Regions from separate parts of the Zea mays genome. Here regions 2 and 3 are each linked to region 1. The links are chromatin contacts, called in public Hi-C maps. All regions are on one chromosome and are shown on one strand. The core of a region is the stretch at or near the end of the contact, and the rest is flanking DNA. Distances in the headings are between cores, read along the strand shown. Region 1 holds the start of LOC100274964 (Plant intracellular Ras-group-related LRR protein 4). Region 2 holds the start of sbp16 (SBP-transcription factor16). Region 3 holds the start of LOC100283344.

Region 1 (5,015 bases), core at 1,544-4,043:
AGTGTTGTATCGCACAGAGAGGACCTCCAGAGACTCTAGCTTTCCGACGGCCTCCGGGAGGGCCTTGAGGTGGTTGTATCCTACCCGCAGTTCCACCAGTGACACACAATTGCCGATAGTGTATGGCAGCTCATCAAGGTCGTTTGTCTCGGCGATCAACTTCTTCAGGCGTGTAAGGCTTCCTATTGAGTCGGGGAGTGAGGTAAGATGGTTTGCACTCACATCAAGCTCCTCAAGCTTCACCAGCCTACCAAGACTGGCCGGCAATGATGCAAGCTGATTGCCCCTAAGGTCGAGATATATCAGGTTGGAAAGATCCCCAATCGACTCGGGAAGCTGAGCAATTCTGTTAGCGTGAAGGTCAAGCTTGGCCAAAGAAGAAAGCATCCCAATTGCTTCCGGCAAGGCCAAGATCCGATTCTCCGAAATGTCAAGGGTGACAAGTCCAGTGAGCTTTCCAATTGAATCAGGGAGCCACTCGATCTGGTTCATGAGTTTGCCTTGCAGGTTGAGATCGCGAGCGCCTTTCTTTGCAGCCACTTCAATCATGCTAGCTAGCTTAATGAGGGTCAATTTCTGGTTGTCATCTCCTGCGAAAGCCAATCATGAAGCAAAGAATCAATAAATACATACATACTTCCAACGGCCAAGCAATTATCACAAATCAAGGACTAGTTGATAGCTAAGCAAATTCCATTTTGTCTCATACACAACACTCAGTGTTTTCTGATCGTCCGATTAATCGCGATTAATCGGCGATTAATCGACTGATCGTCATCACGCATCCGATAAGGAGTACCGACGCGATCAGGGCGATCAGAAACCTGATCGTCCGATTAGTCGACGACTAATCGCGATTAGTCGTCCGACTAGATCGCGGACGATCAGTTTGGCCTGCTTCGTTACTTCATTTCGGCCCACTCACTGCATGCATCTTCTGTGAACTGTGAAGCTGTCCCATTTCTTTCGTGCTACTTTTTCATTTTGGTTCTTTATATAACATATATAATGTGTGGCTGTGGCATGGTAAGAGAGCAGGCTACATTGAGCCAATGAGCCTTGTTAGTTTAGTAGCATAACAGTAGCAGACTATTTTATTTCTAGGGTCTTTGCCTTTAAGCCTATACCCATTATTTCTAGTGTTTAGCTAAAGTGCTGAACTGCTGAATCTGAATGCTGAATGCTGAATTTCTGATGCCTGGACCTCTGGTCGGTTTTCCCAGCCCTGGACGATCAGGAGCTCTGATCAACCGATCAGAAGCCGATTAATCGGACTGATCGTCCGATTAATCGCTCTAATCGCTCTGATCGGTCCTCTGGCGATCAGAAGCTGATCGCCGATCTGAAAACATTGCACAACAGAACAATGCATATGCTTCAAGTTTAACTCGGTAGAGCTCTAAATCGTAGCAGCAATTTACATGAAGGCGCATGTAAGCACTCCACTGAAATCACAAATTTGGAAACAGAGCAGTTGAAGGTAGAATGGGCTCACCATAGCCGCCGTCCACAGGAGTCGCCACGGAGTTTGCAGAAACTGCTCCTCGCGGCATATGGGAGCTCGACGCCACAACCCTGTCGTCCCACACTGCGGCCTTGGCCTTCTTGACGTAGCTGTCGTCCATGGAGACGCGCCCCATGCCGGTCACCATCCTCGGCGCGCTGAACCCATTAGGTTCCATCGACGAGTAGCGGTGAGCGCCGCTGTCAGCGGCCACCGCCGATGACGACGCGGCTGCGAAGGAAGACGAGGCGGCAGCGGTGGTCGCAGCGGCGACGCGGGGCGCGGCGCGGGTGGAGCTGGAGCCGGAGCTGGACGGCACGCACTGCGACGCGCGCTGGATGAGGTCGTCGAAGAGGCCGTGGAGCGCGTCGAGCTCGAGGAGGCGCGCGGCGTCGCGCTTCTGCTCGCGGCAGTGGAAGGCGGCGAGCGCGCGGTGCATCTCGAGGGCGACGCCGAAGAGCTCGTCGGGCACGGCGGGCGGCCTGCGCAAGCGCGCGGCGGCGTCGAGGCGCGCCCGCTCCTCGCGGTCGGCGGCGCGCACCAGCGCCTCGGCGGCCTCCGCCTCCTCCGGCGCCGGGCGCGCCGGCAGGGCGCGGTGCAGCCGCATGATCTCGCCCACCACGCCGTCCACCGACCCGAAGGCCGCCGCGTCGAGCGCGGTCCCCATCCCGGCGGCTCAGGAACAGCCCAGATCTCCGCGCCTCGGTCCCTTCCCACGCGACGGTACGGTACGGGCAGTCGGGATCCTCCTTATGTAAGCCTCGGCGCGCGGGCCTCGCCGCTGCGCTTTCCCGCGCCCGTCGTCGCCATCGCCAACCGCTCGTCACGTGGCGCCCGTGGCGCCCCGCCTCGGATGCCGCCCCCCCTTTCCGGATAAGAACCGGAACCACCAGAGCCCAGGTGTGCGGCGCCGGATCACAGCTCGGCGCGCCCGCCGGGCCGAAGGAGATAAAAAGGCAGCTTTTTTTTTCTCGGCGGCGGTGGCCCGATCCAACAGCGCGGGGTGGACGGACGGGGCGGCTCGGACACCGCCGAATTGCCGGTCCGGTGGGGAGGAGGTGGGATTGGGAGGGGTGGTTCGCCCACGGGCACGGCTCACCGAGGTAGGTAGGTCTGCCGCAATGCGCAGGGGGCGGACCGATCGCGCGGGTGGGCGGGGGCGGTGGCCGCCGTGGGTGGTTCCTGGTGCGTGCCTGGCCCTGGTCTCGGGATGGGGAAATGGGAAATGGATTGATCAGCGGGCTCGGCGCTTGGGGTCACGTAGGTAGAAATGAAGCCGGGAGGCCTGCTCGGGCAAGGGAAGAGACAGACAGAGAGGGTGATGTGATGTGCTGTCCCTGTCCAGTGACGTCCAGTATCGTCGCTGCTCGGCTACCGCCTTCGTTCGCCCGTGGGACGGGATACCGTAGGGGGGCGTTTGGTTGCCTTCTCCGGTGGTGCAGCTGCATCTATGCAAAAAGTATTGTTTGTTTGGTTCGTTGTATCGCACGAGACAGGCTAGCACGGAACTTAAAGCGCCGCGAGCCAGGCCCGGCAGAAACACATCGCGCGGCCGCACGCGCGCGGCCAGGCTCCGCTCAGCCAGCTCTTTACTCGTGCACGCATATCGAGACACGTTTTTAATTGGTTTTTTCATTATATCGTCTAATTAAAAGATTTAATCACCGAACCGATTTCATATCCGCGTTCCTGACATTTTTGCGAACGAAACTAGACCACTCATACTATATATATTTCAAATAAAAAAATTACGTGATTAAGATTAATATATAATTAGTGTATATTAACATGTAATTAGTATCTATTAAGCAATTTACCATATAATTAGTGTCTATTAATAGATTTTTTAATTTATTTAACAATTTTTTTAACTCATGCACCATGTACTCATGCAAGCAACCAAACAACATCTCTTGTGAACCAGACTGGCCACATACACACAACCAAACACGCTATACTGCATGCACTCAGCCAGTCCAGTCTGAGCCAGGCTCACTAGATACGAGTCAGGCTCACCCATACAAGTAACCAAACGCCCCCTAGTTGTAGATCTGGTGGCGATTGGCGTCTCTATGCTACTAGTAGAACTGTAGAAGTATAGCTTGCATGAATCGCACGTTGTTTAACGGCGTCCGAGGAACAAGATACCACCAGGTTTCATGCGCTGCCCGGTGGTTGATTAATTAATTAATTAATTAATTAAATTCTCCCTGCACTGTCATTTGTCAAGGTAAAAGTGGGGTGAGTGATTAGTTAGTTAGTTAGTTAGTTAGTTAATAACCATCTATCGACGACACCTTCCTCCGTCGAGTCCTAGTGTCCGGAGAGAATCTCTCGACTCGACGAAGCTTGAGCTCTGAGTGGATCGGAGTTCATCGGTGTCTCGGTGATGACCCTGCTGCACCACCGCTAGGTAATTCGAGGCCTTTTGATCCTGCCCTGGCAAAGGCGAAGGGCCGCGGGCCGGACCAGCAAGGCAGCGGGTCCACGTGCGAGCGGAAGCCTCCTCGAACCGCTGTCCGGCAGCGGCGCATGGGCCAGCCAGCCACCGCTCCACCGCTGGGCTGGCCAGCAGCACGTCGGCGCGCGCCCACGGGTTATCCCTCGGCACGCGCCATGTGGGTCCGACGACGCGTCCGGCCCACATGGCAGACACACCACCATGGTGCGGTGCGAGTGCAGTGCGAGTGCAGGATAGTTTTCGTATCTGAGGACTGCGGGTGACGGGGTGAGTGCGTCGCGGTGGCTGGCAGCCGTGGCGTGCACATGGCTGCCGCCGCATCCGGACGACAGGGAGATGTGTTTGTTCGTGCAGATGAGAGCACCCAGCACAGCAGACGCAGTCTCCATTCTCATCTCATCTGAAGACGCCTAGTAGTGTACTACCCGCATCTCCATCCTGGACTCGCTTCTTAATCACTTGGCAAAAGAGTAACAGGGTGACGTGTTTGAATAGTAGTATTACTGCTGCCGCTGGTTTGGTTTCTGCGGTGGTCGTCAATGGATTGGCAACGTTGGGTAGGGATAGGGCAGGCAGGCGGTTGAGGTGATCACATCACACGCTTCGACAGACCACCTCTGCCTTTTCAGGTAACGGTCCTTGTCAGGATAGGATATGATAGGACAGGACCGACGCTGTAAAACCTGGGGCCCAACGTGCTCTTCGTTCGAGATAACGTCCCAGTCCCATGCACCGTATTGTTGCCAGTGCAGTGAAGCCGAAACTCCCCTTTTCGTTCCAACAAGGCAACAAGCATGTTCCAGACACAGAGACCGCAGGATTTTACCTTCCACATGCACACGAAAGGCTCCCATTCAACCCGATTGTATCCGTCCGAAACAGAGGTTATCAGTTCTGAGGTTCATGCTACCGTGACCCCAGGACGGACAGCGCAACCATTTTCTCAGGTTGTGCGCTGGTTCAATGACCCTATCGTTAAATCATCAATGAGGACGCACGACGCAGTGAGCATCAAACCAGCACGTACAGCGACAGCCTGTGTGCCAGATT
Region 2 (5,015 bases), core at 838-3,337, 480 kb after region 1:
CACGTAGGACTGCTTCTAGAGGTCGAACTGACAGTCGCCAAGCTTCTTCTCGTCATCGACGAGCGATGCCAACGCGAGTGTCTCCTGCTAATGGTGTTTGTTCGGGGTTTCAAGTAAGAAACATGGATTCATGCTTGACGTTGGTTTATGAAAATGACTCACAAGTCTGATCCATGGAAAAAATGTTACGAAGAAAAAATGTCACGCATGCAAAAAAGAGAATTTAAGTATAATACATTATTCAAACAAAAGAAAATGCATGCAAAGCTCTTCTTTAAATAATATTACCTCCATCCGAAAATATAATTCAAGAATTTCGGTGATACTTATCTACTACTACACATTGTGTAAGGGTAGCAAGTGAGCTTGATGAGAGATGTAGTAGATGTGTTTCCTGTCATAGATGTAGACATAAACACACATGTGGTGTAGCGGTAGCTACTCTTGGCCTTTGCTTGAGAGGTCACGAGTTCAAATCCCCTTGAGGACATATGTGTTTTTTTAATTTTAGCTAGATGTGAATGGTGGCAGAACACGGGAATGGCAAACTACTGTTGCAGCCTTAATAAGTAGTAGAGATATGAGTAATGGGTATCTAGATTCAAATTGTTGTTTCAAATAAGTTACTACCGATGCAAGGGTACCTTAAAACGATCGACCCCCACCCACTTTAAGCATGTTCGTTTTAATGTCAATATATGTGGATTGGACGGGACTAGATAAGTTTAAATCCATAAAAACTCAAAATCTCAACTAGTTATTTGCATCCCCATCCAATTCATATGGGATGTAAATAATCGAATACGTCCTTAATGATAAAAGAACCAACAACAAAACCTCGATCATACCAAGTAATCTCCACCGGGGCACTTCGATCATGTCGGTCTTGATTTCGCTCATCTCGAACGATCTGATCTGGTCTCCGCGACCAAGTTGGGCCCGACCTCGGTCGCCTCAACAAATCCCGACCATAGTCCATACCGTGGTCGCATGGAGCAACTCCCGTTGTGAGGTAAATCAACCTAGGTCTTATAAACCTCAAAAGTCTCTTAGGCGCCACGGTCTAGAGGTACCATAGATCTCTATGCGGAGGTAACACATTGATGGTTCTCTGACCGTTCGACACATGCTTTTGATTAGGCGTGCGCCGAATGAAACGAACAATAAGAATGGCGCTTGAGACATTCGTGTCCAACCAACAAACTACTTAAAGGACATCCAGGATCAGATAGGCCATGACGGGCCTTGCCACAACCGTAAGACATCCAAGGGCCCAATATTGGTCAAAGCGTACGAGTAACTTTGAGTATAAATGACCGTTCTGTTATTTAATTTTAAAAAATTTAATAGTCACATACATCGATTTATCTTAAAGTGTATTTTGTTAAAAGCATAAATATTTTCATTTATATTTTGATAAAAAATACCGGGCAAAACTATATTTTAGATACCCTATAATTGTCCTAAATGACTTATAAATAGAACTAGAGCGAGTACGCATATTTTGATTTCCGTGCTGATTGTCCAAAGCGTCGCGTAGTAGTAAAAATAATAAAGTGTAAAAAAAAGAAGCATGTGGTAAATATGTTACAGTACACGTACCAAGTACAATAATGCATGTGGCAGGCACGCACAGGGGAATCGTCCTACGACGCCGATAGAGATCCAGTCCATTTTGACGCGGCAGCGCCCCACGTCCGTGCCGGGCCAGGCAAGCCGTACGGCAGAGCAGAGCAAAGCAGGCGCGCACGCATAGCCACTGCGTGGGTGTCAGTCAGGCCAGGCCAGACCAGAGGAGCCGCACTGCACGCGGTGGGGGGCAGCGGTACGACCACGAGTGGTAGTGGCGGTGGTACGTGTGCCCGACTGCCCGGTGCCCGCGACGCGCGATCGCTCTCGCTCCGGCCTGCCCGCCCCCACCAGTACAGTACCACCCGCGCCCCGTACGGCCTCCCCGTCCGTCCCCGTCGTGGGGGTGGGGCCGGCGCCGGCGGCACCACCACCCACCGCACCCGTCCGGGCCCGCCCCCGTGCCCGGTCGCTAATTACGCGCACCTGCCATCCGGCCGTCCACGCACACGGCGCACGCCACCAGGCCCCCGTCCGTCGCCGCGCCAGGACGCTTACCCACGCGGGAGGTCCTCTTCCTCGCCCGCTTTGCGCTGCTGCCTTCTCTCCGCTCGATTCCCCGCTGCCTCTCTCTCTAGTCTCTCTACACACGCCTTCCTCCCAGCGCCGCACCACACCATCAGGGCGGGCAGCACATTCCTCTCTCTCTCCCACTCCCACTTCTTCATCCTCCGCCGATTCCAGCACTACGCAGGTGGGCAGGGAAGGGATATTTTCTGCTCTGGCCCTATTTCTGGACGGCTGGGGAGGCGGCGAGGTGACGTGGACTGGCGCCGAAGACTTGCGTGAGAGGTAACTGGAATATTTCTCCTCAGCTGCTCGCTTCACCCCGGCGCCGCTCGTGTACCCTGCTGCCGCGCCGCTGATCGGGTTGACCTCATCTGCAGATCCCTGATCGGTTGCCGCGGCTGAGTTGGGAGGCCCGGAGACCTTGAGGAGCGATGCAGAGGGAGGTGGGGCCGCAGGTGGCCCCTCCGCTCTTCCTTCACCAGATCCAGCCGATGCCTCCCCACGCCGCCGCCGCCGCGAAGAAGCGCGGCCACCCGTGGCCCGCGGCCGGCGCCGCGGAGGCCGGCGCTGGGAACTGGAACCCCAGGCTGTGGGACTGGGACAGCCGCGCGCTCACCGCCAGGCCGTCCTCCGATGCGCTCCGCCTCGCCGGTGGCCAGCCCCAGCCGGCTGCTGAGGCGCAGCGCCAGGGGGCCGGCGCGCTGAACCTCCAGCTCGGCCTGCAGGAGGACTCCACGACCCCGATGGACGCCAGCCCGACGGCTCCCGCGGCGGCGGCGGCGGCGTCCCCGCCAGCTTCGGCTGCGGCGGGGCAGGAGCCGGTCGTTAGGCCGAGCAAGCGGGTGCGGTCTGGATCGCCGGGGGGCGCTGGGGGAGGGCCGGGCGGCGGTGGGACTGCCAACGGAGGCGCGAGCTACCCGATGTGCCAGGTGGATGACTGTCGAGCGGATCTGACCAGCGCCAAGGATTACCACCGGAGGCACAAGGTCTGCGAGACCCACAGCAAGACCACCAAGGCGGTCGTCGGCAACCAGGCTCAGCGCTTCTGCCAGCAGTGTAGTAGGTAAATAAATGACAGTAACTGCAGTAAACTGAGATTCGTTGTTGTGATGCTGCTGCTAGAGTGCTAGGAGTCTGTTTTTGTGATTTGATCGGTTGACATGGCTTGTGTGCGTGTGTGCTTGCTGGGCCAGAGGCATGTTTCTCTATCATGGCTTCATGGTGTCCGCTCTCGTCCGGCGATGGAGTGTAGGCTATGAGAGTTTTAGTTACTAATAAGCCGGTTCTTCTGATCAATCGTTTAGATTTCACCCACTCGCGGAGTTTGATGAGGGTAAGAGGAGCTGCCGGCGGAGGCTTGCTGGCCACAACCGGCGGAGAAGAAAATCCCAGCCAACAGATGTTGCTTCACAGTTGCTGCTACCTGTAAACCAAGAAAATGCAGCAAATAGAACACAAGATATTGTCAATCTAATTACAGTGATTGCGCGCTTGCAAGGTACTGACTACTAACACTCCATTCTCAACATGTTGTTTCAGGATTTTTGTGATTTTAACCAGTATAGTGGAATTTGTTGTCTGTAATGACAGGCTCTAACGTTGGTAAAGTGCCTAGCATCCCTCCCATACCAGATAAACAGAATCTGGTGGAAATTATAAGCAAAATAAATTCATTGAACAACGCAACCTCTCCGGCAAAGTCTCCTTCGCCAGAAGTCGTCGTTTTGAATACTTCACAAGAGCAACGAGAGCAAGGACATGATTCTGTAGACAAGACGACCAACGGAATCGACAAGCAAACTGTACCATCAACCATGGATTTGCTAGGAGTTTTTTCAACTGGCTTCGCAACTTCAACACCTGTGACAAATACATCTCAGTCCCAAGGGAGCAGCGACAGCAGTGGTAATAACAAGAGCAAGAGCCATTCAACGGAGCCAGCAACTGTTGTAAATTCACACGATATATCAACCCAAGATTTTCCTGCTGCTGGTTTCATGAGAAGCAACAGCACACAAGAAAGCCGACCTCATATATACAAGCAGACAGAACACGAGACAAGACCATACTTGTCACTACAGCTGTTTGGCAGCAGTGAGGAGGATATTCCACCTAAGATGGACTCATTGAATAAGTACTTATCTTCTGAGAGTAGTAATCCTCTGGATGAGAGATCTCCTTCATCCTCTCCGCCCATAACTCGCAAGTTTTTCCCCATACATTCGGTTGATGAAGAGGTTCGACACCCTCATATTACAGATTTTGGGGAAGATGCTACAATGGGTGAAGTTAGCACAAGTCAGGCATGGTGTGCACCACCACTTGATCTCTTCAAGGATTTAGAGCGTCCCCTCGAGAATGGATCTCCACCAAATCCTGGTTACCAGTCCTGCTATGTTTCAACATCTTGTTCAGACCATTCACCTTCAACCTCGAACTCCGATGGACAGGTAGTTTCTACATGAAGCTTGCAATTACAATTGTTTCACAACCTTTCCAAGACCTCTTACCATATTAATCATGTACGTGTGTTATCTTGATTTGCCATTTTACAGGACCGGACTGGTAGGATTATCTTCAAACTATTTGGCAAGGAACCTAGTACAATACCTGGGAACCTTCGTGACGATGTATGGTCATTTGCTTATTTTAGCAAGACACCTTGCAGCCTGTTTACCCTGTTTTTATGACTGTAATTTAAATTGTCTCCTTTCTTATCTTGTGCAGATAGTAAATTGGCTCAAACACAGTCCTACTGAAATGGAGGGTTACATCCGCCCCGGTTGCCTTGTACTATCCATGTACCTATCAATGCCGGCTATTGCATGGGATGAGGTAAGTCTGACACTCAATTGGACATTATGAGATTATTACTC
Region 3 (5,015 bases), core at 1,602-4,101, 260 kb after region 1:
CTTCCCAGTACTATCTGCAGACAACATATGCACAGGTAATGGAGTCAGTCAGTAGAAACTACACGGTGATATCAAGCTTAACCCCACTTTGGAGCACTACATTTCGAGAACGAGGTGAATGCAAGAAAACTGCGCTGGAGATCTAGTGTTCTGTAACTAACTACTGCAAGGGAGAAAAAATACCTGAACTGGCGAAGCTGCTACGAGGAGCCCTGCAACTCCACCGCCCAGCACACGACCGTCGGGACCAGCCAACGACACACTGAGCCCTCCAGTTCGACTGCGTTGACCACCATCCTCCACCAAGAGGAATGACCCCGACAGTGACAGTATCTCGAACCGACCCTGCAGGGTGGGAAGAAGAAATTATTATCATTTGTTATTCAAATCTCTACATTGCACAGTGAGATAATATTTCTATTTCACCTCCCATTCATTATACAGTCATAATATCTAGGACCTCCACAACTAAGAGTTTGTGATAAAATTTCCGTTTCACCGAGAAGGATGATTATCAGTTTCCATTTCCACTGTCCATAGGGGCACAGACCTCATATGTTACAGTTCCGCCTGATGTAGCAGTCTGACGAAGCGTCACATTTGATATGGCACCGTTTGCTGAGAGAACACAGACTGCACGCGGTCCGTGCTGAGAAAACGACATGATCTTTGATGACACGTCCTGAAAAGAAGCGCGTGTTTTGTTATGTTTCGGAGAAAACTACCGATAAATAAATCATGAACCTTGAAGTTTGCTTTCAATAACAGAATAACAGTCACAACAGGTACAGAACTAAACACCTTAACACTGAAATAAAAAGTGCCGCTGATTAGCAAAGCTACAGCAACTGAAGTTATTTGACACCAAACATCATGTAATGGAAGGTACTGGCACGAAGATTAAACAATAGTGCTAAAAAGTGGCAAGCATATGCACAAGCCAAAACTGGGAGGGCTTGAAATGTTCCAAACAATGAAGAGGAGAATAAAAGAGGTTGCATAGTGGGAACGTTATTATAGAAAAGTAGAGCAAAAAAAGAAAGTCCAAAAGAATGTAAACAAGTGCAAAGAATCCAGGAAGAATAAAAGCAAGAACATATTCTGACAATAAAAAAAGAAACAGTCAACATGTTCAAATGCAAGATAGCGTGTTATACCTCCCCAGCTTGAACTGTGATAACATGAGGTGTAAATCCAGCTCCTGACGATCCTGCAAGATGATTTCAGGTTAGGGCTAGTTATGCTGATATCATCAACAGAAAAATTAGTCGATGTACATCAGCTTTGCAGAACTTAGAATAACTACCAGCATGTTACATAATTCAGCAGAGAAAAAAGCACATGCCACCACTCTTGAAAAGAAAACGTGGTAAATTGTACACTGAAATAACTGAGGACAAACAAATCCATCCACAATTTATAGTTTTGCACAGTTAACTAATTAAAGCTAGAAGGGTGTACATATTTCGGCACACATGAAGCAGATTCAAATTCTAACAAAGACAATGGCACTTGAGCCAGTGCAATCTCAATAACAACTGACACATATACTTCGCCAGTTCCTACTCATTTTGAGTCTACAGACCATACCAAAACCTTAAAATCAGTGTAAATGATAGCAGTAGAAATTTTACCAGCAGCATCCATGCGCGGCTTGTTGGTAGAACCCTTAGGCCGGCCCCGCTTCTTGAACCCGTCCGGCGAGGCTACCAACAGAGAGTTCGTCAGATTTGACCCAGCCGGTGAGAACGGCCCAGAAGAACCCTGCCCTGTCGTCGGCGACCCCGTAGCCGCCGACACAGGCACCAATGCCAGCGCCATGGACCCGTCGGGCCCATACTTCCTTGGTCGCCCGCGCTTCTTCTTGGGCACCGGCTCCCCCATGCTCGGCGCAGCTGCCGCGCCATTGCCTCCAATGATTGTCGCCGCGGACATGCTAGCGCCGTGGGCTGCACCCTGCGGCTGGTAAGACGGCGTCGCGGCCGAGGATCTCATCGGAGCGAACACAGCGGTGCCGTCCGAGGTGTACGCCATGCGCACGCTCTGCATGGCGGCGGACGCCGGCGGCCCGGAAACCGGCGCCGGCGGGCTCTTTGGCATACCGAATAGATCCCTCCCCGCCATCAGCCCTTGCTCGGACCTCACCTCCATGGCGGACCACCACCCGTTTCTTGGACTATAACTCAAATCTGCAATCTTTAGCCACTGGAGAGAGCTCACGAGCGCTTAAGTGAGATCAGGATTAGGGATTGCGAACCTGCGAAAAACCCATAAACCGCTAAGTACGAGATCTTTCACGCGACAAGCACACAGTTTTACGGTACATGAAAATTTCTCGAAGAAATGGAAGGTGGAAATAAGTAGAAACGAAAAGAAAAGCAAATTACTGGCGGAAATGGGAGATAAAAGAAATGGGCCAAAGAAATGGTAAAAGGTCCAAGAAAAGGTAGGTTTAAAGCCAATAAAGCACAGAAGCTGCAGATCCCCACTTTTGTCCGGATTTCGCAGGGGGGGATACCGAACAGATCACCATAATTTCGGACCCAACAGTTGCGGAATAAAGAGAAAAGAACAATAAGTCGAAGAGGGTAAGCAAAATTCCAGACCGGAAGCCATGAGCTAGGAGAAGGCATCACACTAGCGCCACAGACTCACGCCAGGAGATGAACAGATTACAATAAGGGAGATTTCAGCTAACCTAGAACTCATGGTTTCTTGATAATGGCCTCCAATTTATGTCTCCCTTTTCCTCTTTTCCTCACCTCTCCGGTTCACACGGGCTCTTTCGTTTTCGCAATTAACAAAAAAGATTCTGTCGCGGAAAAAGGAAAAAATAAAAAGCAGGTAAGTAAAGCACGCCAAAATTGCTGTAGCAGATAAGAAGGGAAGAGAAGTAGATGGATCACGGAGGCGGCGGTCTACCTCATTTGACCCCAACGCTTGTGCTATTTACTTTGAGATCCCTCTGCCTATTATCCTTTAGAGCAGATTAGTAAAAAAATTAGCCAAATTTAATTTAGCTAGTGTCTAAAATAGATTTTATAAACAAATAGATTATTTCAACGGACTATATAAATTTATAACTTTGTATGACGAGTGCAGCAGGCTATTGAATAATAAAAAACGAATGTATAGTGACGTAGAGCTACTAAATTTGGAGAGTCATTTACAAGTCTATTGGAGACAATTTTCTTCTAATAATAACCAAATTTAACTTTACAAAACGATCTGGCTAGTCTCTTAGAGTTGCTCTTAGGGCATTTATAACCTCATTTAGGGCTTGTTCAGTTTAAAGTGGATTGAAAGGGATTGGAGGGGATTAAATCCCCTCCCACAAATTTGTATAGAATGGGATTAAATCCCCTTCAGTCTCCCTCAATCCACCCCTAACCGAATAAGCCCTCAATATGAGACCATTTGAGTGGTCTTTAGGCATGTCCAATGGTGTTTAATATAGAGGCTCTTGAAGTGTCTAAAGGGTGTATTTGAAAAAAAATCGTGGAGTCGTCGCTCCGTGAAGAGACATCTCTGGCTTGTGACCTAAGTAGTAACAAACACCTTCACTTCCCTTGTACAGATAAGTCGTATGTTATATCGATCTGATGCTATACAGACGCATTCACTTCTACATTTATTAATAGACAACATTTATAGACACTCCATTGTATAATAGTATCTTAGTTGTCTCTTATGCTTGGAGAACCATTTTGATGTCTCTCCACTATACATGCCTTAGAGAAATAAATATAACAAGAGACGACTTTCTCTATATATTATTTCTTAACTACATTTATGATCTAAAGTCTCTGAATTATATCATGGAATCTCTTGGTTGTCTCTTGTACATTTAAAACCAATCCAAGGGCTAAGGATTGTACATGCCCTTATGGGCTTGTTTGGCTCTAATAAAGGCCTCTTTAAATGGCTCTAGCTAATTTTAACAGCTAATTATTAGCTATAGTGCATTCAAACAGGGCCTAAGTCTCCACTTCTGCTTAAATCTAATTGAATTGCTTTTTAGTGTTTAGTTTAGAGCTAGTACTATTTCATATTATTTGGATACCCTCCAAGTGTTAAAGCTAATTGAATTGCTTTTTAGTGTTTAGTTTAGAGCTAGTACTAGTTCATATTATTTGGATACCCTCCAAGTGTCTAAAATCGAACATTTGGGTTGCTTCATAAGTCTGGTAAATTTGTTCGAGTAGAAAACAAGCATGACATGTCTACATGATTTATGTTCTTTTTCTTTGTTTGGTTTACACAGGAGGTTGGCTGATTTACCTAAGCAACATATATTTGATTGATCATTATCAACCCTATTTTAGTTTAAGAGAGAGCTTGCTCTGCCGCACTTCTAGATTTAGGTAGCTAAATGTGTGGTATTGTTTAGGCTATCTTCAGCAGATCGTGCATATAGTCGTGCAAAACACGATTTGCACTATAGATTACATTGTTCATAGAGTGAAGTTTAAAATAGAACATGGAATAAGAGATAGGATGGGTAACCTGCTAGAGACATCCTTACTGTCTTGGGGTAATGCCAGTTGTTGCCAAAGTGTTGCGCTTGTTATGCTCATCACACTTTTGGAGTAGCCAAGGTTGAGGTGTGTTATGATTCAATTTAAACCAACTATATCCTAATGGGTAGATACCAAGCCAGACTCAGTAAGAGGACCAAGTCTAGCTCTATCTCTTGCGTCCTAATCAGATCGCAACCATCTACTGCGATCCTCCTTCGCACCATTGCATATAAACAGGGACGATACTAACACGTGAACATTGTTTGTCGGTACCTCCTTGTCTCCACAAATCGAAATGATACATGTTCTACAATAACAAGATCAGTAAGGGGAAGGTCACTGCCTCAACACTATCAACGTCGCTGCCATCATACAACGACTTTCATGTCAATCACTAGAGTCTCCCCTTCCCATAACCCCCCTTCAATCCCAAAGTTATGGATCAGTTTTACATGTTCTAACGGATAGGGTTATGAGCTACGATCCTATAGCACC

Evidence for each region. Hi-C and Micro-C count contacts between places; a contact is called where the count stands out from the background.
Region 2: a Hi-C map of endosperm shows a contact between it and region 1, with 2.9 times the contacts expected there. The contact joins the promoter of sbp16 here to the promoter of LOC100274964 in region 1. A contact is called at or near these places in 2 of 25 Hi-C or Micro-C datasets (ear and endosperm).
Region 3: a contact with region 1 is called in a Hi-C map of ear, with 3 times the contacts expected there. The contact joins the promoter of LOC100283344 here to the promoter of LOC100274964 in region 1. A contact is called at or near these places in 5 of 25 Hi-C or Micro-C datasets (ear, leaf and tassel).

The regions. Positions count from the first base shown.
Region 1 is chr1:193,294,359-193,299,373 of Zm-B73-REFERENCE-NAM-5.0, forward strand. LOC100274964 (Plant intracellular Ras-group-related LRR protein 4) reads right to left here and starts at 2,794. Exons shown (of 3, transcript XM_008670882.4): 1 at 1,496-2,794; 2 at 1-590. The coding sequence starts at 2,171. LOC103642143 (Pentatricopeptide repeat-containing protein mitochondrial) reads right to left here. Exons shown (of 3, transcript XM_035964197.1): 3 at 4,786-5,015.
Region 2 is chr1:193,776,645-193,781,659 of Zm-B73-REFERENCE-NAM-5.0, forward strand. It overlaps sbp16 (SBP-transcription factor16), which reads left to right and starts at 2,088. Exons shown (of 11, transcript NM_001350289.1): 1 at 2,088-2,421; 2 at 2,517-3,202; 3 at 3,444-3,637; 4 at 3,730-4,589; 5 at 4,695-4,769; 6 at 4,867-4,974. The coding sequence starts at 2,571.
Region 3 is chr1:193,550,764-193,555,778 of Zm-B73-REFERENCE-NAM-5.0, forward strand. LOC100283344 reads right to left here and starts at 2,852. Exons shown (of 6, transcript NM_001371933.1): 1 at 2,699-2,852; 2 at 1,635-2,257; 3 at 1,158-1,210; 4 at 551-682; 5 at 184-345; 6 at 1-14. The coding sequence starts at 2,151.